Regions from separate parts of the Sus scrofa genome. Here regions 2, 3, 4, 5, 6 and 7 are each linked to region 1. Evidence: chromatin contacts called from public Hi-C and HiChIP or PLAC-seq data. All regions are on one chromosome and are shown on one strand. Each heading gives the region's core, a stretch centred on a gene start, on an enhancer-like site or on the middle of the called end of the contact. The rest is flanking DNA. Distances are from core to core; before and after follow the strand shown. Region 1 overlaps LOC106509171 (a long non-coding RNA gene). Region 2 has its middle 420 kb from the start of NFIB. Region 3 has its middle 450 kb from the start of NFIB. Region 4 has its middle 490 kb from the start of MPDZ. Region 5 has its middle 470 kb from the start of MPDZ. Region 6 has its middle 420 kb from the start of MPDZ. Region 7 has its middle 400 kb from the start of MPDZ.

The links. Hi-C and Micro-C count contacts between places; a contact is called where the count stands out from the background. HiChIP or PLAC-seq counts read pairs in DNA pulled down with a chosen protein or histone mark.
Region 2: a contact with region 1 is called in an H3K27ac HiChIP or PLAC-seq map of skeletal muscle. The contact joins two enhancer-like sites. A contact is called at or near these places in 3 of 47 Hi-C or Micro-C datasets (heart right ventricle, omental adipose tissue and skeletal muscle) and 1 of 2 datasets of contacts at active chromatin or transcription factors (skeletal muscle).
Region 3: an H3K27ac HiChIP or PLAC-seq map of skeletal muscle shows a contact between it and region 1, with 5 times the contacts expected there. The contact joins two enhancer-like sites. A contact is called at or near these places in 1 of 47 Hi-C or Micro-C datasets (fetal heart ventricle) and 1 of 2 datasets of contacts at active chromatin or transcription factors (skeletal muscle).
Region 4: a contact with region 1 is called in a Hi-C map of fetal skeletal muscle, with 2.7 times the contacts expected there. The contact joins two enhancer-like sites. A contact is called at or near these places in 3 of 47 Hi-C or Micro-C datasets (fetal heart ventricle, fetal skeletal muscle and mesenteric adipose tissue) and 1 of 2 datasets of contacts at active chromatin or transcription factors (skeletal muscle).
Region 5: a contact with region 1 is called in an H3K27ac HiChIP or PLAC-seq map of skeletal muscle, with 7 times the contacts expected there. The contact joins two enhancer-like sites. A contact is called at or near these places in 2 of 47 Hi-C or Micro-C datasets (fetal heart ventricle and mesenteric adipose tissue) and 1 of 2 datasets of contacts at active chromatin or transcription factors (skeletal muscle).
Region 6: a contact with region 1 is called in a Hi-C map of psoas muscle, with 1.9 times the contacts expected there. The contact joins two enhancer-like sites. A contact is called at or near these places in 2 of 47 Hi-C or Micro-C datasets (embryonic fibroblasts and psoas muscle) and 1 of 2 datasets of contacts at active chromatin or transcription factors (skeletal muscle).
Region 7: a contact with region 1 is called in an H3K27ac HiChIP or PLAC-seq map of skeletal muscle, with 7 times the contacts expected there. The contact joins two enhancer-like sites. A contact is called at or near these places in 5 of 47 Hi-C or Micro-C datasets (fetal skeletal muscle, heart right ventricle, retroperitoneal adipose tissue and 1 more) and 1 of 2 datasets of contacts at active chromatin or transcription factors (skeletal muscle).

Annotation. Positions count from the first base shown.
Region 1 is chr1:209,055,395-209,058,515 of Sscrofa11.1, reverse strand. All of the region lies in intron 2 of LOC106509171 (a long non-coding RNA gene), which reads right to left. Among named protein-coding and RNA genes, the nearest start is that of MPDZ, 120 kb to the left of the region's middle. Within about 2 kb of position 1,450, at least 13 of the 83 cell types and tissues checked have an H3K27ac peak or open chromatin away from gene starts, as enhancers often do. A contact at or near this core is called in fetal skeletal muscle and skeletal muscle, where this site is marked.
Region 2 is chr1:208,599,923-208,603,043 of Sscrofa11.1, reverse strand. No RefSeq gene overlaps it. Among named protein-coding and RNA genes, the nearest start is that of NFIB, 420 kb to the right of the region's middle. Within about 2 kb of position 1,658, at least 3 of the 83 cell types and tissues checked have an H3K27ac peak or open chromatin away from gene starts, as enhancers often do. A contact at or near this core is called in skeletal muscle, where this site is marked.
Region 3 is chr1:208,633,301-208,636,421 of Sscrofa11.1, reverse strand. No RefSeq gene overlaps it. Among named protein-coding and RNA genes, the nearest start is that of NFIB, 450 kb to the right of the region's middle. Within about 2 kb of position 1,626, at least 6 of the 83 cell types and tissues checked have an H3K27ac peak or open chromatin away from gene starts, as enhancers often do. A contact at or near this core is called in skeletal muscle, where this site is marked.
Region 4 is chr1:208,685,626-208,688,746 of Sscrofa11.1, reverse strand. No RefSeq gene overlaps it. Among named protein-coding and RNA genes, the nearest start is that of MPDZ, 490 kb to the left of the region's middle. Within about 2 kb of position 1,641, at least 2 of the 83 cell types and tissues checked have an H3K27ac peak or open chromatin away from gene starts, as enhancers often do. A contact at or near this core is called in fetal skeletal muscle, where this site is marked.
Region 5 is chr1:208,707,618-208,710,738 of Sscrofa11.1, reverse strand. No RefSeq gene overlaps it. Among named protein-coding and RNA genes, the nearest start is that of MPDZ, 470 kb to the left of the region's middle. Within about 2 kb of position 1,413, at least 3 of the 83 cell types and tissues checked have an H3K27ac peak or open chromatin away from gene starts, as enhancers often do. A contact at or near this core is called in skeletal muscle, where this site is marked.
Region 6 is chr1:208,760,054-208,763,174 of Sscrofa11.1, reverse strand. No RefSeq gene overlaps it. Among named protein-coding and RNA genes, the nearest start is that of MPDZ, 420 kb to the left of the region's middle. Within about 2 kb of position 1,439, at least 2 of the 83 cell types and tissues checked have an H3K27ac peak or open chromatin away from gene starts, as enhancers often do. A contact at or near this core is called in skeletal muscle, where this site is marked.
Region 7 is chr1:208,784,142-208,787,262 of Sscrofa11.1, reverse strand. No RefSeq gene overlaps it. Among named protein-coding and RNA genes, the nearest start is that of MPDZ, 400 kb to the left of the region's middle. Within about 2 kb of position 1,537, at least 7 of the 83 cell types and tissues checked have an H3K27ac peak or open chromatin away from gene starts, as enhancers often do. A contact at or near this core is called in fetal skeletal muscle and skeletal muscle, where this site is marked.

The sequences.
Region 1 (3,121 bases), core at 201-2,700:
TGTGCCTAACTAATTAGCTAACTAACTAACCAACTAACTCAGGAAAGGCTTTAGCACAGTGAGGCAGCCGTGAATGCTGGGTGTGAGGCCGCACACACGCTCCCATTTGCCTCGCTCCCATCTGCTGCATTTACAGGAACCAGTTCGTTAAGAGTCTGAATTGAATCCAAATAAAATGCATTTCTGATGCAAGCCCGATGACTGGTGCCATTCTACGCTGCATTATGTCAAATTAGAGTTCGGTTGGAAATGAGGTTCCAGAGATCTTACGTAAATGTCGAATGCATAGAACATTGAGTGAATAAGGGTTCTGCACAAGTGCAACATCCCGCGTCTATAAACCGGTTCCTCCTTCTCCTGATTTGACCCTTATTCACCAAGACCAATTACAAAATTAGGACCCCCTAATAAAATAACAGAATTCAAGTGTGAGGGAAAAGTTTGTGAAACTTTTGTTGTAACTCTCTTCTCATTGTTTACAGTCAGCTTAATTTTGACATTGACCAATTCAGATGTAGTATGTCCTGACAAAATGAAAGTAAGTTCAGTGTCCATGAGAGAAACAGATGATGAGAGATCTACAAGAAGAATTCAAAATTGCAGACTTTTGTCTGTACTTCCCTCTTCTGCAGAGAAATGGTACGGGAAGAAATCTTAACACTCGTTGTGGAGTTGTTCATTGCTTCCGGCCCAAGCTCTGTGCAAAGGATAGACTACTATAGATGCATATGTTGGCTGAAACTTTGGGGTTTGATTCACATTATCTCCCCATATTTTACCCTTCCATCCCTAATATTCCATTTTATCATCCCTGCCACTTCCCATTGTGTGCAAGGTGCAGTATTTTGTGTCAATGAATAGCCGCAGATAGGTAGCGAGCCAGAGCCAAAAGGAACTCCTTATGAATCCACACCAGCAAGGAGGGGTTGGCCAACTGATGGCAATTTACTTCCTTTAAAATAATCTTTTAAAAAAGCCTCTGCTGGCCTTGGGATCCAGGCACATCAATCAATCCATTAAGTAAGTAAATAAGGCAATAACTAAACAATAAATCATTTTGAATTTCACACATGCACAGACCTTTTGATACATAAATTACAAGAAAGCTTTGGATTCAGGGGCTGTTCAGCCTATCACCCAATAATTTTGCATACAAGATAAAGAGCTATTCTACACTGTGGGGTACTGCTCATTCTGGTCCCCAAATCATGGGGCTTCTATGCATCCCTTCGGTGGTGGTGGTGTGTTTTATGATGCATGACATGGGAGTTGTGTGTGTGTGTATGTGTGTGTGTATGTGGTGAGGGGCATGCTGTTAGGGGGAAGCCTACCACACATTTCTGCCATCACAGACTGTGGGCAAACAGCTGTCTCCACAGCTGAGGCCACTGAAACCGCCTGCACTGCTCCAGTAACTCGAGAGCACAAGGCTGGTCCCTGGATGGCACAGAGCACGGTGCCTGCAGCAAAGCGCTGGAGTTTTCCCGGGGCTGAGCAGGCGGAGACTTTGCCACCAGACACAATAAGCATCTGAAATGGGGGCTCATGAATAATTCATCCTTAGTGTCCCATGAAACAAAGAAATGATGTTTGCTGGTAGATAACTGTGTTGTGGCATTTGTAAATCTTTCTGAATTTGAAGTTGATCATGTTTCGTGTTGGTTGAGAAATAATGTTTTTTTTTTCTTTCCTAAAACAAAAAGTTGGTAGTTCAATGTAATAATCCTATGGTGAATGTCTTCCACGAAATGCTGGATGGGTTATACTAATTTGGCTCATGATTTAGGAATTTTTAAATATCTCCTTCAGGGAAGAGGGATGTGAAAATGGTTTTACTGCAATAAAATACAGCAGGATACCAAGTTCTCAAGGAGACTGTGTTTTTTTCCTTGGTAGGCAACCAGCCCACTTTTGCTAATGCAAGTTTCATTACTGTAGACTAGAAAACAGTGGTGCTTTCCAGCATTGGAGGACAGTGTCAGGAGGAACACTCCTTCACTTTTCACTAAAATATTAGTAAAAATGATACTTTGGTGAATTGAGCCCCAAATTGTTTCAGTGATAGTTAAATACCCACGAATTTAACACTAGTTAAATTGGCAATAAAATGACCCCCAACCAAGTTGAGCCACCATCCTGTTTCTGCACAATAATTCTGGACCTAATGCCAGTAATCTATAAAGCCGCTGGGTAGAGTGTGTGCATTTGCATAACGAATATTTCTAGTGTTGTATAAAGTAGCTAGCTGTTCAAACTTACCATAATTAGTATTTATAATTAGTATCCATGTATTCATTTCATTTATTCTTTAATATCTGTGTACTCATTTCCCAGAGAAAAGAAAAGAAATCAATTTAATAGTTCTTCATTATCTTTGAAACGACAACCTGGCAAAACAAATCATGGTGAAATACTCTGTCATCTCTCCAATAATTATCTCAAATCTGTCTTCTATTATTCACTCATACTTTCGCCATGATTTTTTTTTTTTTCAGTATGTCTTTGTTGTCTCTCTGGCTTTAAGGTTGCCCAGAAATTATTGTACAGCCATAAAGCTCACACAATCTGATATGATTGGCAGGGAAAGTCGGAAAGAAGGCAGGCTGATTTTGCTGAAAGAAACAAGCAAAAACAAAGTATGGATCTGCCAATTATATGCTGGTGTGAAAACACAATTCTTTCCTATTTTCAGGTGGGGTGTTGGCAGTTGGGGTGTTAAACTGGTAGCTCATGGGACCTCCAATCCGAAGGAGAGCCATCAGTGCAGTGTGGAGTGTGTTTTGGGGTTTTGTTGTGGCAATTTGTTTCCTTAAGCTCCAGTAGTGTCCCAGCGAGTAAACTCAATATGTATAGGTAATGACTACTTTTCTTTACCTTGGCTGTGTAGGATTAAGATTGTAAATAGAATTGTGGTGGGGTAGAATTTGCTTCCTACCTCTCTAAAAGTTAAGTAGATTTCCAGTGGAGATAATAACTAAATAAAGGGTAGGAATGTCCTGGGGCCAGTGAGATAATCAGGAGAAATAGAGGTAACAGATTTAAGATGAACAAAACACAAACACACCTAAAAGGCCTGAGGCAGAGACTATAGAAATTCCCTTCACTTCCCATTAACCACTGA
Region 2 (3,121 bases), core at 409-2,908, 460 kb after region 1:
GTAGAATACACATCCCAGCCACACGTGCCATTAGCTGTGGCCATGTCACTGGTGGTCACAATGGAACCAAGTAAAATAAGTCACATTTTAAAGGAGATGCTCACTTTCCTCATCTACCAGCTAAATGTCACTGAAAATGGGGCTTTAGGAGATGGTGGAGTTGTAAGTTTGAAGCAGATTGGTCCCTCAAGGAAGACAGAGAGAAGAGCTCCTCACTGACTAGGAGCATCTACCTTACACCAACATAAAAAGAGCAGGAAATATACTTGCGCATTTAAACAATTATGTATACAGATTAAGTCTGCTTCAGCAGCCAATGCTACCCCTCATTAATATAGTAGTCAAGCACAGAGCTGTCTTCCAGTAGCCTTCATTCTTCTGGCATCTGTCACAGTGTTTGGTACATCAATGTTGTTGACCAAATGACTGATAAACTCTGAGAAAGCATCATTGCCATTTTGTATTCTATCCTCCACTGAGCTCCTTTTATTTCCTCTCCTGAAAGGTACCACTGCCCTCACAATACCATTCAGTCACCCAAGTTTTCTCTATTATACTAATCCCTCCAGTCGTACCAAAGCAATATTCTTGGAACAACATTTTTATTCCATTAAAACTTATGCTTATTCAGCTGAATAGAACTGTTAAACTAATGGATGCCAAGGTATAAACAGGTAAAATGATTTATTGTGTGACCATTATTGATGGAATAAAAATATATATTCGTATTTTTAAAAGGGAAAAGTATACCTTAATATGAAAAATAATCACAGACTTTTTTTCTAACATTAGTCAAAATTCAAAGAGCTCTATTTTGAGATACACAATATAGATGACTGTTCCCACCTAAATAGACAGGATACAATCCCTGGAAGAAGTAAGGGCTTGTAATATACCTCGATTATCAAAAGGACAAAAAAACTTAGCTGCAGGTTTCCACTGTCTCCAAGTCCTTAGGGTACCCCACCATTCATCATTTTCATAGATGTTAAATTTTAGATTTTAAAAGGATGAGTGTATCATCTGGCTCAATGTCTCACCTTAAGAGACATATGTGTTGCCATGATCAATACTGTAATCTTTTACATAGTCAAAGAATTCTATCCCCCATCTTCTCCTCACCAGGCTAAGCAGCCCAAATTCCTATAGGAATTTTTTGCAAATATATTTTAATCCATTAATCTTTTTCATTTGCCCTCCAGTTGTTCACTCTTTCTCAGGTTACAAGGTTCAAAAAGGGACACGAGATTCTAAAGAAAGACATAACAAACAAGGCCGGCCAGCCAGGCCTATGTATAGACAGAGTTGAAAGCTGCCAGCCTGGTTTGATTTGAGATGCAGCAAAGCTCCCGGCTCTCCTCCCCTCCAGCCCCCCTCTCCAAGCCAAATATAGCTCCCCTGTATTCCCTGCCAAAGCCGATTTTCCCATCACTGAGGGGCCTCTGGGAAAGGGGCAGAGGAAAAGTGACTGATACTTCTTAAGAAAACGGACTTGGCTTCATGCTAGATACATGATGTGCATTATTTCATTTAAACTGTGCAAGTGTTTTAAGATGTTATTAGTGCATATAATATGAAGAGGGCAATAAGTAGTAAGGGAAAGATAAGAACTTAAGCTCTCTAGTCAGACAGACCTGGTTTGACATCCAGTTCCAATATTTACTTGCTGTCAGACTGTAGCTAATTTGTTTCTCCTCTCAAAGGTTCAGTCCTGCCCTACCCTGTCCACTAGACCTACTACATAGGATGTTATGATGAAAAAAATGAGAATCTATGTGCATCACTCAGTTCCTACCTCCTAACAAATACACAGGTATATCTGAGCCACTGCTACCATCATCTTCATTTGGCAGATAAGAACATTGAGAGTCAGAGACATTGAATCACTTGTCTCAGGGCACAGAGCTAGGAAACAGGATAGAGAATCTGAACCAATTTGGCTTCCACAGCTTGTGTTCTTTCCACTGCGCTCTCTCTCCTATGTGCATCTGAGTTGCCTGGGAGAATGTACCAAATTGTTCCGCTATCCCAAGTGTAGACTGCCCCACTTAGGAACTCAAGTATGTTGCTTTGCTGTGACATCAGCAAGCACGTAGGTAGGTAAGACTTCAGAGTTGGAGAGAATGAGTCAGATGACAAGTTTCCAAGAAAATGTCGTTCCAGGAGAGAACGGAGCAAAGTGGTGTGAAGGAGTTGGATGGTGCAAGGCCACTGTCCAAGACACTGGGAATATTTGAGAATAGAGCCCAAAAGCCAGGCATAGGCCGTGTTGAAGGCAGACTTCACCTAAGTCACCACGGCTCTGGCATGAGCTTGAGAGTTTCAGAGTTCACATTCCTGACCTTGACCTGCCTCTGAAAGCATCTCCAATTTTCAAACTGATACAGGAGAAAATACTTCAAGAAAGTCAGGTAGTTAGTCCAGGAAAATGAAGACCAAGAACAGCCCAAAGATGAGTTTCCCTTGTTCATTTTCTGAGTGTCAGCAGTCAAGCTGGAATCCATACCTTGAGTTGCTATTTGTGTTGTGCCTTGCACTTTACCATGTCTATGCATTCAAAGTGTAGTGGCACAATTCATGACTCTAAATTTGGACCTGGGCAGGTCAAATCCTGTATCCTTCACTTAGAGCTGTGTGACTCTGATCAAGTCACTCTAACCTCTGTGCCCCAGTTCCCTCATCCATTAAATGGGGGATAATCAGAGTACCTTCAGGGCTGAGTGAGCTTTCAGTGAGTCAGTATAAGCAAGAGATGCTCAACAGATTTTTAGCTGTTACTATTCTTTTCATTAACCCTCACATGGAGTCAGGGAGCTGAGACAGATGATAGTTCAGGGGTTTTCTTGTCAAGCTGTCCCCAGCGAGCAGTGAGAACCCCAAAAGAACACTTAGGACCCAAAGTCACATTATCTTTTACCTTCTGTTGTCTAAACTGGTTCCATTACCAGAAAAGAGATAATGTGTAGGAGAAAGTTCAGTCATCTATCAAATGGACTCTTCCAAATAGTCCCAAGTTTCACTATGGTCATTTGCATGTGCCCAAATACTCTCATTGGTAACCAAGAATTACATCAGCCTACTAGCCCATAATGCAGAAAAGAACTGATACAGTAAATGAGGA
Region 3 (3,121 bases), core at 377-2,876, 420 kb after region 1:
CTAAGGAACTTCCAGAATGTGTCTAAATGTTTGTGTCCCAGAGAGCAGAGGCCTTAGGAGGACATGGGCATACAACCTCAAGGTCAGAAACAAAATTCCCCAGAGCTTGGAGGAGTAACCAGTCTGCCTAGAAGTGCTTGAAAGACCAAGGTCCCCAGGAATGGAGGATTAATGCATTCGTAAGATATTAGACTGCTGTAATGGGTCAACCCTTGGGCGACAAGCTTGTGTAAAGAGGTAAAGAATTATTAGGAAGTAAGCACCAAAGCTTAGTTCTCTTGGTTTCACCATCTCCCACACCATGTAATTCCTGGAACTCCATGGTGCACAATTATTAAAATCTATTGAAGGCACAGGGTAGGCAGAAACTCCTGATAATGGGCACAACTCATACCAACCAAAAAACCAGAGGTCCCATGGGACTGTGGGTGAGTACTGAGGCCTGTGGGATTCAACCATCATTCAGCATTTACCCCATTTGATCCTCACTTGCATGTGGTCTGGACCAGGACTGCTAGGTTCCATTTTACAGACGGGAAAGTTGAGGCCCAGGAAAGCTAAAGAATTTATCCAAGATCACATTGCTGACAGCTTAGATTCCAACCCTAGTTTTCTAACCTCAGAATAAAGTGGTTGTTTTTTGTTAACAATGAACGATGAATTTGTTTTGAACCAATTCTAAATGTTTCCATGACTTCTTCTCTCACATCTTCACCCTTCACGCCATCACATGATAATGCTTCACATGAGAATTGAACAATTTAATATTTAAGGCGAGAGAATCCATTCACTTGAATCCTACCACCACTAACACTGCATTAAGTCATCTGCAAAAGCGGCCAGTGTTGTGGGCTGGCTGAGGGCTCCCCTCTCACTGTTAAGTCAGTGTTAAATTCTATGAGAAGTGACACCCTACAGTATGCCGAGCCTTTCAATGTTCCCAACCACGCTCTGACTGCATTATACAAAAGGCAAACACAGGGGCTGACCTCCTTTGATGCCAGATTCCCACTCTTACCATCTCTGATGGAAAGTGACCTGAGGAGGCCCTGCCTGAAATAAAGAGGGTTGGAGTCAGGCACCCCCGAAATCAGAGACTTTCCTCCCCAGGGATGGCTGTGTGCAGCCCTGAGAGCATGATTCTTGGATGCTGTTTCAGAAGGAACCACGAGCCATTTATTCTCAGTCTGAAATTGGCAGCCTTTACGTTTGGGGGAATTTTTAATAGGACTAACAGAGGAACCAACACTAGGGATTATTCTCTCAGTGTGGGGTTAGATGTGTAATGCATATGTTTGCCCTGAGGACCCTCAACCACATACTATAAAACTTTGTTAAAATGCTTTTCCCCTCAACTATTAACATTTTCCTGTGTACATTGTGTAGTTCTAAAGGGCCCAGCCAAAAGTTTATAAAGCTATGTTCCCCCACAGACCATTACTTTTGTGCTAATTAATTAGGGAAACCAATATCTCAGATATGAAATTCCAAGCTCCAGTTGCTCAGTTTGGCTGCAAATCTGTTTTCCTAATTATTGACTACTTTCTGCTACTTTAAGTCCACCACCTAAGCTCTTGGACAGAGCCGGCTTCAGGGAGCGGGGGAGGTCTCCAATGGCAACGCCGTCCACGTTGAACGGGGGAGTAGGAGGAAGGCCTTGCAGCTGTCGGAGTCACTGAGGATTTGGGAGGAAGTAAGAGGAAGAAAAAAAGGAGATTTGCAGGACAGACTTGGGAGAAAGACCGAGACCTTTTGACAAAATTTTGGTGAGGCATAATCCTCGAAAATTACTAAGGCACTGACATGCTTAAGGCAACACAGTCTTCAAAAGGTCTCTGTCAAGGAAGTACTGATTTAGACTCATCTAGAAAAATATCGGCATATGCATGGTTAGTGTGTTCTTCTGCCCTTGATTGGTTTCATTTCATTTCTGAATTCCTGGAGGGGGCTAAATTTTTATTTCTAATTTGGTAGGAATTTAGGCAGTTTTCCCATTGCTCCCAGTATTTCCGATTTACATTGCAAATCTAACTGTTTACCTTTGGGGATATATACATACACACACACATATACACATATATATGCATATACATGTTGGAGAGATTTTGAAATCTGCCTATGATGCGATTCAGTCACCTGTCCACTGCAGAAGACTGGATATAGCACAATGGGTAGTGATTTATGAAAAATAAAGTCATAGCATGTTTTTACCACACTAAGCTGAACGGTAATAAACCATTTAATTGCCATGTAAAAAACAAAGAGATATATATCAGTAAAACCACAGGGTCCATGTGAAAAAATAAATATAGGAGATATACGTATATTGTTTTCTGATTATACTGATTTTATAAAGAGAATAGGGAGAAGTTCCCATTGTGGCTCAGCAGAAATGAACCTGACTAGTATCCATGAGGATGCAGGTTCAATCCCTGGCCCTGCTCAGTGGTGATGCCATGAGCTGTGGTATAGGTCACAGACATGGTGGCAGGTAGGCAGCTACAGTTCCAATTTGACCTCTAGCCTCAGAACTTCCATATGCCTTAGGTGTGGCCCTAAAAAAAAGAGAGAGAAAGAACAGGAAAAATCACCTATGTTCCTTGAGTATAAACCATGATGCTGGTCCTGGACAGTATGCTCTGCATATGCTGTTTCAGTTGAGACTTTCTAACACCTCAAAAAATGTCTTTATCCCTAGGTGACAGTTGGGAAGTTCAGAGGTTACGTAATGTGACTAAGGTCAGCTTCTTAGAATATGGTAGAGACTAGACTGGAACTCAGCTCTGCCCAGAAAAAAAGCAAAGTTCTTCCTCCTAAAAACTGTTTCTTGGAAAAAATAGTTGCATAGCATACATATGCAGGCAGTTTGTCCTTCAAATTTTACTTTTAATTCTTCTTATGGATGTTGATGTCTAACACCCAAAGACTAGTTTCTGAGTACACACAAAAGCTTTCTTGTTAGGTGTTTTTACCCTAGTCACATGGGGAAGGCCATTCCTTAGCAGCAGCCAGGTCTTAGTCAGGGCTTAAGAGTTAAACAGGATTTCCTGGGGCAAAGAAGGAGAATAGAGGACAGAGTCAACCGCACCAGGAACCACAGCCATGGGATTGTTGTACTATG
Region 4 (3,121 bases), core at 392-2,891, 370 kb after region 1:
TATGGAGGGAACAAAGGAATAAAAATGCTGATATTAGAAGTCCAGAGTATTTCAGAAGAAGGGGACTGTTTTTCTGATCTGTCTGAGAATGAGAAGACCATTTCCAGCTTCACCATCTCTAAGGGGTATTCTCATTCTTAGACGGATGAGAAAAACAGTCCCCTTCTTCTGGAATACTCTTTCAGAGAGTAATAAATTTGATTATCTACCTAGTAGTCATTCACACTTTAGAATGAATTCTTTCATTCAAATAGTGTTCTCCAAATAGTACATTGAAAGAAAAGAATTTTGATAGCAGACACAGAAGGAGGTGAGTACTTTTTCAATCCAAATACCTTTTAGGTTTTACTGCTCACTCTCTGTCCAAGAAGGGAATCATGGTGGGGGGAATAGGATTTCCAGCTGCTAGGGGTGGATGAATGCAGCCAATGGATTTATCCCTGGTGAACATGGAAATTGAAGTCACACCGAGAAGGCAGCTATTGCTGAGGAGATGGCCAAGAAGAAGTGAAATCAAAGGCATGGCCAATATGGGTGGGTGAATCAAAGGCAGAGAACAAGTAAGCTAGAATACAGGATAGGATGAAGGAAAGGGTATAAAAAGGCTCAGAATTTGGGATATGTTTGCCAAGGATGAATGAGTTAATCCAACAATTGGCTTTTAATTGTATGCTAAACTTGGGTCTCTCTATGACCATAGGTCTTTCCATGACATCAGTGTCATGGATGATGACTGGCCATCTGGGTCACTATTCTGTATAGAGCAGTTTCACAGAGGTCTGTGCGACTGTTAAAAAAGGACACTAATCAGGTAGGAAAGGGGTAAGTGGGAAGTAGGACATTGAAAAGCTAGGATGGGGACATGAAAATGATAGAAACCAACAATGGACTGAATCTTATTAAAATAACCTTGGTGAACCTTTGCATTAAAGACCATGACCTTGGGCCCTGGGACTGCATTTGGTGTTTAAATAACAAGGCTGGACCTTGCTGCAGCCTTACCTCATGGCTTCCAAACATTACATCTTTCCAAATTGTTTGGGAATGCATAGCCCCACTGGCCTCCTTTGGCCTAAATAGGTCATCGGGAGAGGAAGACAATGTTGAGTGTAATGTGAACTAGGATTTTGGACTAAATGAGCTTTCTGGCTTCTCAATGATAGTGGAAACATTCACAGACAAGGAGAGGCTGTGAGGGCGTATGATAGTTTAGCTGGCCCCTGCCAACTTTCAGTTCTTCCTGCGGGGCAGAGATCTTGAAAGTTACCACAAGGGTGTTTGTCTCTAAGTACATGAGTAAACATATGCATGCATGACCCACTGTGTACTCTCACATGTATGATCTCATGCTGGTTCTCACAAAGAAACTCCACCAACTTTGCCAAAGCCCTTTGATTGAAGTCCTTCCCAAAGAGGGAGGAGAGCCAGCTACCCCCTACCATTCCACACAGGCATCAGAGCAAGGTCCACACTCTGGGGAGTGGCCGATGGTGCTCTCCAGACCACAGCAGCTGCAGCTTCTGAAGCCCAGCTCCATCATCTCATTTTCCTCGCATCAGCAGCACACAGCTGCCTTCAGTCAGCCCATTGGGAAGGGAGTGGAGCTTCCCGCCTTCTTCTTGAAGTGGCATCAGCTGTGCCCCTTCTCCTCTGGCTCCACCCACATTCCACAGCTACATTCAGTAGCTGCTCACTCAGCCACCTCTAAGTCTAACCCGTTCTTGGCAGAGTGTTCTGGCCAAGTTTCTGACCACAGCTGTTCCACCTAGAGTGCAGCCGGTAGGTCAGAGAATGACCTAAAACAGCTGCCTGGATCAGGATAGGCTGGAAGAAAAAGGGAAGTGTGTATGATCCCAAGATTTGATGAAGATGTGTGCATTTGCAAATGTAGAGAGAACCTCTTTCTGCAGGTAAAAATGGGTTAGCCATATGTGGTCATGTGAGGGCAAGTCTGTGCATATCTGCTGGGGGAGAGTGTGGTGTGGGAGGTGGCTAAAAGTATATGTAGTCTGTATTTATAGACTGGCTAATGTATGTACGTTACTTGATCTAGCTCTTAAAAAGTTGGCAAGCCAAATTAAATTTAGGTGTGTCAAGATGATCTTGCTAATATATTTAGAGCACCATATATCTGCATCAGTCTCATTGTTTATAGCATTTGGGCATGTGAAGTGAGCTGTTTAAAGAACATCTAAGGCTGTATTCATATAAATCTGGGGTTTTTACTTTAGCCAACATCTTTAAGTGTTGCTCAGAGCTCCCTGAGCCCTCTTTGAAGCCCTCTGCCTAAGACTGCCCTTGAAGATGAAGTTTATCCAGAAGCTCTGCTTTGTCAGAGCCCAGATGCTTACATGTGTGATGGCACCAGCCACATGGCTGTACAATGCAGGATGTGCAAGCTGCCAATTGACATCCATATGGACTTCATTCCCCTACCAGGATTTGGCCCTGATCACTTCATTTTCTCCTCTTTTACCACTGCACAACTGAAAATGGTGCCCTCCCCTCAGCCCCACCAGCCTAATATGTGTCCTGGCATCTGGCAGGGTGCTAATTTCTGGGCTAATCTAAGGGGGGCACCACACTTGATCTTCTTTCAGACTTCATGTCCTCACTTGTTGATTGTGTTTTAGATCCAGCAAACATGGTTTTAGTTTGTCCTCCAGATACTGACAAGCAGAGAGTGCTCCATTGGGCAGACAGTTGTAATTTGTGAGTTGGATTTGCTGTTATGAGTTTTGTGGTTTGCTTTGGGGTCTATGTTCCCCAACTATTGCAGTGTGTGTTCCTTTTACTAAACACAAAAATAAATAAATCACAATAACCCTTCCTCTTGTCCTCCTTAATGGATACCAAATGAAGCAGTATTAATGTCATTTAAGGTGGAATCAAACTATGGGAGGAGCCTTAGCTATCATTTCAGTCTAACTGAACTGTTGAACATTTGCCATGTTCAAGGGACCTTGTCAGGCTTGTGGTGATAATGTGATGAATAAGTTATATATCCACTTCACAGTTTCTTACAATCTTTCATTTTAATAATGCCAAACCAAATAAGTAAAGCATAATGCAAGTGGTATAGAAGAGATTAATTTCTATTAAAGAAAGAGATAGGACATTA
Region 5 (3,121 bases), core at 164-2,663, 350 kb after region 1:
CACTGCTCATGGCCATGCCAGGTCCTTAATCCATTGAGAGAAGCCAGGGATCGAACCTGCATCCTCATGGATACTAGTTGGGTTCATTACTATTGAGCCATAGTGGAAACTCCCTGGAAAAGTTCTTCTGAAGATAATAGATTAAATTTACTTAAGTCCCATGCCATTCTTTTGACAGCCTATCTTACTCCTTGGTTGAAGATGTGTTGGTTGACATAGGAGCACTATTTCAGAGTTCATACTCAAGGGGGGGTTTATATTCATTGGTCAGTTTTTCAAGCATTATCTCTCTTCATTAATACCATATACATTTTAGATTGCCTACTATGTGCAAAGTTCTAAGCTAGACACTCATTACATTATTGCATTAACCTTGGTCTATCTTGAGTTGCAGTCATCTGTTAGTATGTTACTCTCCTAGATGTCTGGGCTTTCTGAAGGCAGGTACTGCATTTTACTCATAGGTACCTAAATATTTGATTCAAATCATAGCTCAATCATTCACTGTGTTGGTTTTGGTGCATTATGTATTGTCTTAAGAAACCTTAGTTATGTGAAACTAATAGAGGGCTATTTACTGTAGAAATCCAGAGTGAGGATTTAATGTCTGTAGAAAAACAAAGTCAGTACTCCGTAACTGTTTTTAGGTCCAAGCATATTAATCAAGGCTTTTGAAGGACAGAAGAAGGATAATAAATATTATTTGAATGGAATTATACAATAAAATGCAAGGAATCTGGTAATAACCACACGGAAATATACATAAAGCCTGGAAAGTGTTTTTAAAGGTACACATCAGCTCCCAATCAACTTCCTCATAATTGCAACTAACACCCTGCTTGTTTCTCAAAGACAAGGATGTACTGAGACCCTCAACTTTTGTATTTGCTAATCTGTACATTGTAAGTACTTAGCACAGAACTGACTCATTGTCTGCATGGGGCAGCACAAGCCAGCATGGGGCCCTGGCTGACTTTAATTTGGAATCCTGAGTGAGCCCCACAGCAGGACACCTGAGCTCCCATCAACTGCCCTTGTCAATCATTTTGCCTTTCCCTCCAGTTCTATTTCAGATAAGACCCCCAAGGAACAACAGGAAATCATGCCATCCTCAGAGGCTGGGCAAGTTCAGCCTCATCCGAAACCCAAGTTGGCCTAACAGCTTCTTGTTTTAAAAATAATTTTTAGGGCTTTGATAGCGTATCTCTCAAGATGCATTTTACCAGGGGATGGCTGTGTATGAACAATTAGCTTACCACAGAAGGGCCTTATTTTTTTAACACAGTAGATTTAATTTATCCTGCAACCAGGAAAATCCAGAAAAGAGAAAGTATTAAAGCAACAGAGAAAATTGGAGCACTGACAATGTACAGAGTCAGCATTTCTTTGGTTGAGCTCAGGCTGTGACAGTCATCTGTCCAGCCCTCTTGTTCATGACCTTTCAAGACTCTTCTGAGTGTCATGACTTTTCGCAACACACACGTCAATAACTATCAAAGTAATGAACTGAAAAGGGAACATGGCCAGGTAGGCAAGTGACATTGAGTGCAAAATGGCCCATTTTACTCAGTGACTTCCTTTCACAAGGTCACTGAAGCCCACACTGTTTGCTTTTCTCTGTTTTTCCTATACCTCAGGTCCTTCTTTTATTTGTCCATTTTCCTTACATGTCACCTTTTTACCTAATAACAAAAACCCACCACCTTAAACACTCCAAATCTTCCAGGCACTTTGTACATGCTTTAGGTAGATCATTCTACTTCCCTCACATATCAGCCCTCTGAACTGGGCATCATTATTCCCATTTTGTGGATGTGGTAACTGAGACAGATGGAGGTAAATGATTTGGTCAGTTATACAGCAAAGGAGTGGCATAAAGATTTCACGGCCTGGAAGTTCCTATTGTGGCTCAGCGGAAATGAACCCGACTAGTATCCATGAGAATGTGGGTTCAATCCCTGGCCTCACTCAGTGGGTTAAGGATCTGGTATTGCCACAAGCTGTGGCATTGTTTGTGGATGTGGCTCAGATCTGGTGGTGTTGTGGCTGTGGTGTAGGCCGGCAACTACAACTCTGATTTGACTCCTAGCCTGGGAAATTTCACATGCTGCAGGTGTAGCCCTAAAAGGGGGGTTGGGGGGGAGAGAGAGATTTCGCAGTCTGATCTGACTCCAGAAATGATACATTCCTCATCAGTACTCTCTATGTAGTTCCCCACTTCTGCACTTTTCTCTTTGAATATTTAGAAGCTAAAAATGGTATTCTTAAATGCTTGTATCAGAGAATATGACTGTCTACATTTTAATTTTTCTTAGAAATTTTGTAATGTGAGAGGGAGGCAAATGCTAGACTCCAGTTTCCTGAAGAAACATTCTCTCCTCCTTTTCCACAAAATAAATCTCATACAAAGGCACCAAACCCAAAATATACAGAATATTAAGCCTTTAGAATTTCAGCATGCAGGGGGACACACGGAGACCAGGAATTGCTCTGTAATCCCAGCTCCTAGTGAGCAACAACATTCGAAAAGAACTTCCCCACAGACAGAAGAATCCTCATTTTATCTCTGGATGAGTCCAGGCACAGGAGAGTTGAATAATGCTGAGCCCTTCTAGAATTCTTTTTCCTAAATTTAATTTTATGACCTCAGTCTGATGGGCAAAATATGTCTTCAGGGCTACCAAGTAGGGGCACCTTCACAGGGACAATGATGTGAACAGCATCTTCCAGAACTGTTTACCAGGTGACCTTGTCCATAGAAGAGTTCTATCAATGGCACCAACAATTTACCAGAAAGATGTTATAGGCCTGTTGCCTTCTCCTTCAACTCTGTGCCTGTGACAAAAGAATTAAAACAAAACAAAACACTGAGACTTCAATGCCTGGAGTGACATGCTTTTCTGATTAATTGGTATACTTCCAACTCATAGTGGAACATTTCTATGATAATTTTGCATAGTTTTCCAGGATTTCAGAGTAAGATCTAGCTCCACCCTTAATAATTTCAGGAATTTATGGTATACATTTTTATATTATTCCCTTTCATCATTCTTTTATACTAATAACTTTGTCTTCATATTTTTAAAAAAGTTATAGGATTGTATACAGTTTAGCCTGCTGA
Region 6 (3,121 bases), core at 190-2,689, 300 kb after region 1:
CATCTAATTTTATTATTTGTCTTTAATTCTATCTTATCTAATTCCAAAAGAATCAAAGGCATTCTTTATGTTTTTTAGGGCTGCACCCATGGCTGGAAGTTCTTGGACTACAGGCTGAATCAGTTGCAGCTGCCCACCTATACCACAGCAACATCAGATCCCAGTCACATCTGTGACCTCTACCACAGCTTGCAGCAATGCAAAGCTATCATTTTAAAAGTCAAGCTAAAGAGCACTATGTATGTATGTATGTATCTGTCTATCCATCTATCTACTGTTTGACCTAAAATGAATAATTTTTCATTGTTGCCTAGGACAGAGAAGGTCTTAACCTCACCCAAAGACAGAGGTAGAAAACTGGGTTCTCTGAAGATTATGTCCAGGTTTCCCTGATTCCTACTCTCTTCCTCTACCCCCACCACAGGGAAAGAGCAGGAATGATGCCCGATTGCCTTCATATACCAACAAGAACCTTCCAGGAGAACCTTCTAGGATCTCTTGAATGTTGTAGAGCTTTGTGACGGTTAATGACATTCGGGTCCAGAGGGAAATAAACCGGAGTGGTTTGGCGGAATCCCACCTAGCATGTATCCCACCTAGCATGTATCCCACCTAGCATGCAGACCTCTTTCTGCAGTCCTGGTTGTTTGTGATAAAACACTATATTTTAATGAATTTTGTGTCATTAGCCAGATGAGTACAATTCTGGGCTTTGGAGGGGGAGAAATTAAGGACGTAATCTTTGTGCTGTCACTTCCTCACTGTAATGAGGTACAGTGGATGGTAATTTATAAAACTGTTCTAAATCTTGTTTCTCTTACCTGCAAAGTGAAGCTCAAAAGCCTCACCCAGAGGTTCTGAAGGGCATGAGATGAGAACACATGTGTGAAGTGCTGAGTACTGTGCTGGCACATAGCAAGTACTGGCTAAGATAAAAGCTACCAGAATTAGCAGGCTTGCGATTCTAAACTCTTGGTGAAACTTAACCACCAAGATGTTTTTTAACTATACATTTGAAAAACGAATCACTTCAGGCTCTCTCTGTAATATTCTTGTTTGTAGTAGTCATTTTCAAATGAAAAAAAAAATTAAGGTCTCTTTTTAGTTTTATTCTTTGAATTGAATCAACTCCATGTACTATTAACAAAGGGCTCTAAATTTGTGTGCAACATTAATATCAGAATCTAAAATCAGACTCTCATAGAATAAAGGGCTCCATGAGCTAAGGGCACAGAAAAGCTGGAAAACGGTTTGTCTGACAGAGGAGCAGCTAACTCCTTCTCATTCACCTCAGTCTCACTCAGGGGATGAATTGCTCCTTCTCTTCCTCTTCATCCCCCACATCCTAAACAGATTTCCTGAAAGACCTGGTTAAGTTCTCATCCCCTTGGCAAGGCATCTTGTCTGCTGAGCCAGTCAGCTGTCTCATTGAGATTCACTGCCAGGTGGACAGCTTTGATGGCAAGGAGGTGGCGTTCCGCCCAGTTAAGCAGCTTTCAAGCCTCGAGCCATAAAGATGAGCTGCTGGCCCTCCTTCCTCCAGGAGGAAACTGCAGACATATTGCCTGCCCTTGGAAGTATGGCTTTCCTGGGGTGCAAATTATTGAGCTGTGCAAAGCACCTTACTTACTGCTCTCTCCTCAGAGCACTTGAAACACAGAATGTGTCCAGTTTCTTGTGTCAGCTTTTCTCCATTAAAGGTGCTGTTTAGGTAATTAGCTTGAGTTTGAAGTAAGCAGAAAGTTAGAGGGATATATGGCTTTCCCAGTCAAGGTTTATTCTTCTATTCACCAAGAATTCTGTGCTATAAGAGACATCAGACATAAAGACCCCATGTTTCCAAATGAACCTTCTTCTATTCCACAGGGTCTTGCCTAACTTTTAAACTAAATAAACCAATAACTGTTACACCATTAGTCATGATGCTATGCTTTCTAGCCCATTTTATAGATGTCAACCCTGAGAATAGAAGATGGTCAAAGATTCAAAGAATAAGACATTTAAAAATCAAAAGAGAAACTTCCAAGTATTTTTTCCTATGATTTGCATAAGCCCATTTAAAAATATAAATAAGAGGAAACAAAAATCACCCGTTAAACTGCCAGTGAGAGAGCGAACAAGGGAGACTTACCTAGATGACTCACTCACAGGGAATGGGCAATGGGAGATTTTTTGAGGAGGACTTGTTAGGGGTTGGCAGTGATATCATTCTCACCATCTCACTGTCTTTCCCAATGGGGGCGAGGAGCTCTTGCTCACCCTATGTATTAAGAAAGATTTTCAAGGAACCCATAGGCCTTGGTGTGACTATTCAGGGGTTCAGTGAGTGAAGGGTACCAAAACCTGACATTCACTTGGAAAACCTAGAGTCATTCAGCTGTTCTGCTAGTGAATGAAGAAAAAAAAAAAAAAAAAACTGTTGCCATTTTGGGGTCAGCACACAACCAGAGTGTGTCCAACTGAAAAACGCGTGGACATTTACTGCATGACATCCTGGGGATTAAGCCAAATCTGAAACCTTTAAAACCCCGCTCAACCTAGAAAAGGCATGGGACTCTCATAGAGACCATTTAATTGAAGGACCAAGGGAAAAGCCAGGGCTGTAGAAGCTGGAGGAAAATAGGCTGGTATATCACAGATATACAATCAAATTTGGGCTCTGGAAAGAAAAAAAACACATAAGTACCCAACAGAAAGTGATTCTGCCCCTCCTAAATGGGAGGAGGCCACCTTGTAAAAGCACAAGCCATAAAAGAATACCTCTGTCCTTCTTTTACATCCTCCCTTCCTTGTACCCTTTCTCAATTTCCTTAGGGTGAGCAACATAAAGAAGAAAGGGTGGGAATCAAAAGTGAATGCAGAACAGAAACAGACCAACAGACTTTGGAAACAAACTTGTGGTTACCAAAGGGGACAGGTAGGGCAGGAACGGAATGGGAGTTTGGGACGGGCATATGCACACTGTTTTAGGGTTGGACAACAGGGATCTACCATATATCACAGGGAACTCTACCCAGTATTCTGTGATGATCTATATGGGAAAAGAATCTGAAAAGGAAGGAATGTGTGTATATGTACAACTGAATCATTCTCTTGTACAGCAGCAATTATCACAACATTG
Region 7 (3,121 bases), core at 288-2,787, 270 kb after region 1:
AGTGACAATACTGGATCTTTAACATGCATTGCCACAAAGGAACTTCAACATTGTCTTTTAAAGGACAATTCCAGTGGACCACAAATTTTATATCCAAAGGAATCAATTGTGATAATAGAATGACAGTGGACATTGGATTATAAGATAGAGAACCATGCTGTAATAATAACCTATAAACTAGATATTCTATCAACTCTAAAGTATTGCTATGCTTTCCACATATTCTCAGGAGTGTTGATTCTCTACATTTTCAAATCTGAAAATATCCATTATTTACCATGTCTAGCAATGGCTGGAAAAATGTTCCTCAACCTCTATGGAGAACTAGTTCCTCTTCTAAAGGAATATTAACAATGATGGCTCCTCATCTCTATTACATCCTTGACCATTTTCACTTCCCAAAGTATACTGTTAGTAACATTTAATCTGAGTTCTGCATCTATTCAAGGTGTTTGCCAATCTGTCCATTTATTCTTGTTCTTCTAGCACTAGGCATATTTCCTAGTATAAAATATGTGCCCTGTTAATATTTATTGAAAAAATAATATATCTGGTGACCACTACATCTGGCTAAGCACAATGTCTGATTTAATTCTCACAATATCATGATATATGATTACTATTTCTAATTTACATATTAAGACATCAAAGTTGGAGGGTTTTTGCTTCTTTAAATTTCTATGCCATAATTGGCAGAGGTAGGAATTTAAGTCATGTTTGTTTGTCTCTATGATGTGTAGATAAATATTTAATAACCAGCTCTCTGAGAAGCAAAAGCTGTGATTAGTAGCACATGCCAATTTCCATGATGTAAATACTCACACTGTGGTCAGTTTTAACCTATTAAAGTAACATCAATGGGTTCACAACATTTAACAGCTTGCTCTTGCAAGCTGCTATAGTCTGGCTTCAGCACACCATTAATTTCAGTGTAAGTATAGAGTGCTTTCAAGTTAAGCTCAGGCTGCTGGACAGGCTGTTGGTCCTATCTCGGTAGCTGAGGATCTCACCAATAGCTAGAACACAGTCACCCCCTGTAACCTTTGGCTGTTATGACCTCTATATTCCAGACTATTTTGCAGCTGGTCATATCATGGACAAATCCACTCATCAGAAATGCTCTCCCTTCCCTAAAGAAACCCACTTCTGCTCTTAGGCATGAATTAAGCAGAACAGAAGATTTTAAGTAATCCCCAAATATGGCAGTCTTCTGACTTCCTGCCTTAAAATAAAAGGGGGAAAAAAGCATAACTATTTGTTTATCAAGGAGGACTTCTTTGAGGTGTTTAGTTGTTTTGTGACAGGAATGGCAGTTGATAAGTAGTATTCATGTCCAAATAACGATGTTATTATCTGAAGCTGCTTATTATTTGTGTCTTCAGGCAGAAAAAAAAAATTTTTTTAATCTCACTGAGTTCCTAAAGTTTTCTTGGGATTGAATCCCTAAAGTTTTCTTGGGATTGTCTGGACTCACTTGGAATGCTAGTGAAATCCACACAGGATGATTAGAGGGGAATCTTTCGGCACTCTTAAAAAACTCTCACATTATTTTCTCCCTTGGGAAGCTGCTCAAGAACATGTTGTATTGGGAGTGAAAAGCCGCTAGGTCAATGGAATCATTTCTTTGTGACTTGGGGATTTCTCAGAGCCAGAAATGTTATCCAAGCTTCATCCCTGTGACTGAGGAAAATTGCATCAGCTGCTCACAGGATACCAGATTTCAATATGACATCTATTTAAGCAATGCCCTGGATGGCAGATGTTGGATCTTAGTTACTGGATGCATGTGTGAGTGAGTGCATTGGAGCCTGGCTTGTTCTCTCTGGCTTGCTAACAAAAGTTTGAAAAATTATTTGGGAAAAGATAATGTCAGACTAACATGACTGTCAGGAAGAAAAGTTGCTACTTATGCATGCTTGTGAGTGTATACAAATTGGGTAAATACAGTTCTGTATGCATTGGCTAAAACTACACATGACGTGGATGAAAGAAGACAGAAAATAGGTGAAGTCTACAGGTTAAGGTCAAGAGACTTCATTTTTTCTGCTCTACTCTCTAACTCTATAACTTGGAAACATTACTTAGTTTTTCTTGTCCTTAATACTTTTGAGTAGAAACATGGGGTTTGAAATCTATACAATCATTTACTCCTTTTTTTTTTAATTCCTATATTTCAAGTGATAAAATTAAATAATGGTTTTATTGCCAAAGGTAGATTGAACAAAGCATATATCAAAGGGAATAAAAGATACCCCAATAATAATATTGAAAAAATAAGTTATTAAGATTTAAGAAAAGTCCCTGTGATTTTTTTTTTTTTTGCCTTTGACCAAGGCAATATCCACATACATCTGGACGAAGGTGAAAAAAAATATGCCAATCACCCAGATGGTACTAAGTGTTTGATATCTGTCATCTTACAGGCCAAACACCTGGATAATTGCATTCATTTTCACTCTTTAGCCAGATGTTTTGAAATCATAGAGGTATGGCTTAGATAAAAAGTAGATGCTTTTAATTCACAAGGCAGAATAAGGTGCAATAAGGGGTAAGAAGGAAAGAAAATGAGCAATTTTTGACCACCTACTTCTTGTCAGATATTTTCCTTCCTATTTTATATTTAATCTTTATAAGAAGACCATGAGGCATTATCCCCCACTTACAGGTCAGGAAATGGAAGCTCAGGAATTTAACTTATTTTTCAATGTTATATTTGTAATAAGTATTAAAGCTGGGACCCAAGTTTCTTTATGATGGAGAGAAGTATCAAAAATGAATACAATTAATTTATAGGTAATAAAATTAAGAGCTGAAGACAATAGAGTTGCCACATAAATAAATAAAAGAGAGTATACAGGCACATATAGAAACCGACCTGAACTATTGTTCATCTGAAAGACTTTTTAATACAATCCCATTAATAGGTATCTGTAGAAGGAGTAAGGAAAAACCAAGACAAGAGAATTGGTTCAGTATTTCATAGTTCTCCTGGTTGCACCATGTTTTTCTTTGGCTCCGATCAAATGATAAAATTGAACACAATTGCCTCATTAATTGTTTTACCTCCCTGGAGTTAGAAATTTTAGATGATTTTGTAGAAATAATGTAGCTCATTATACAA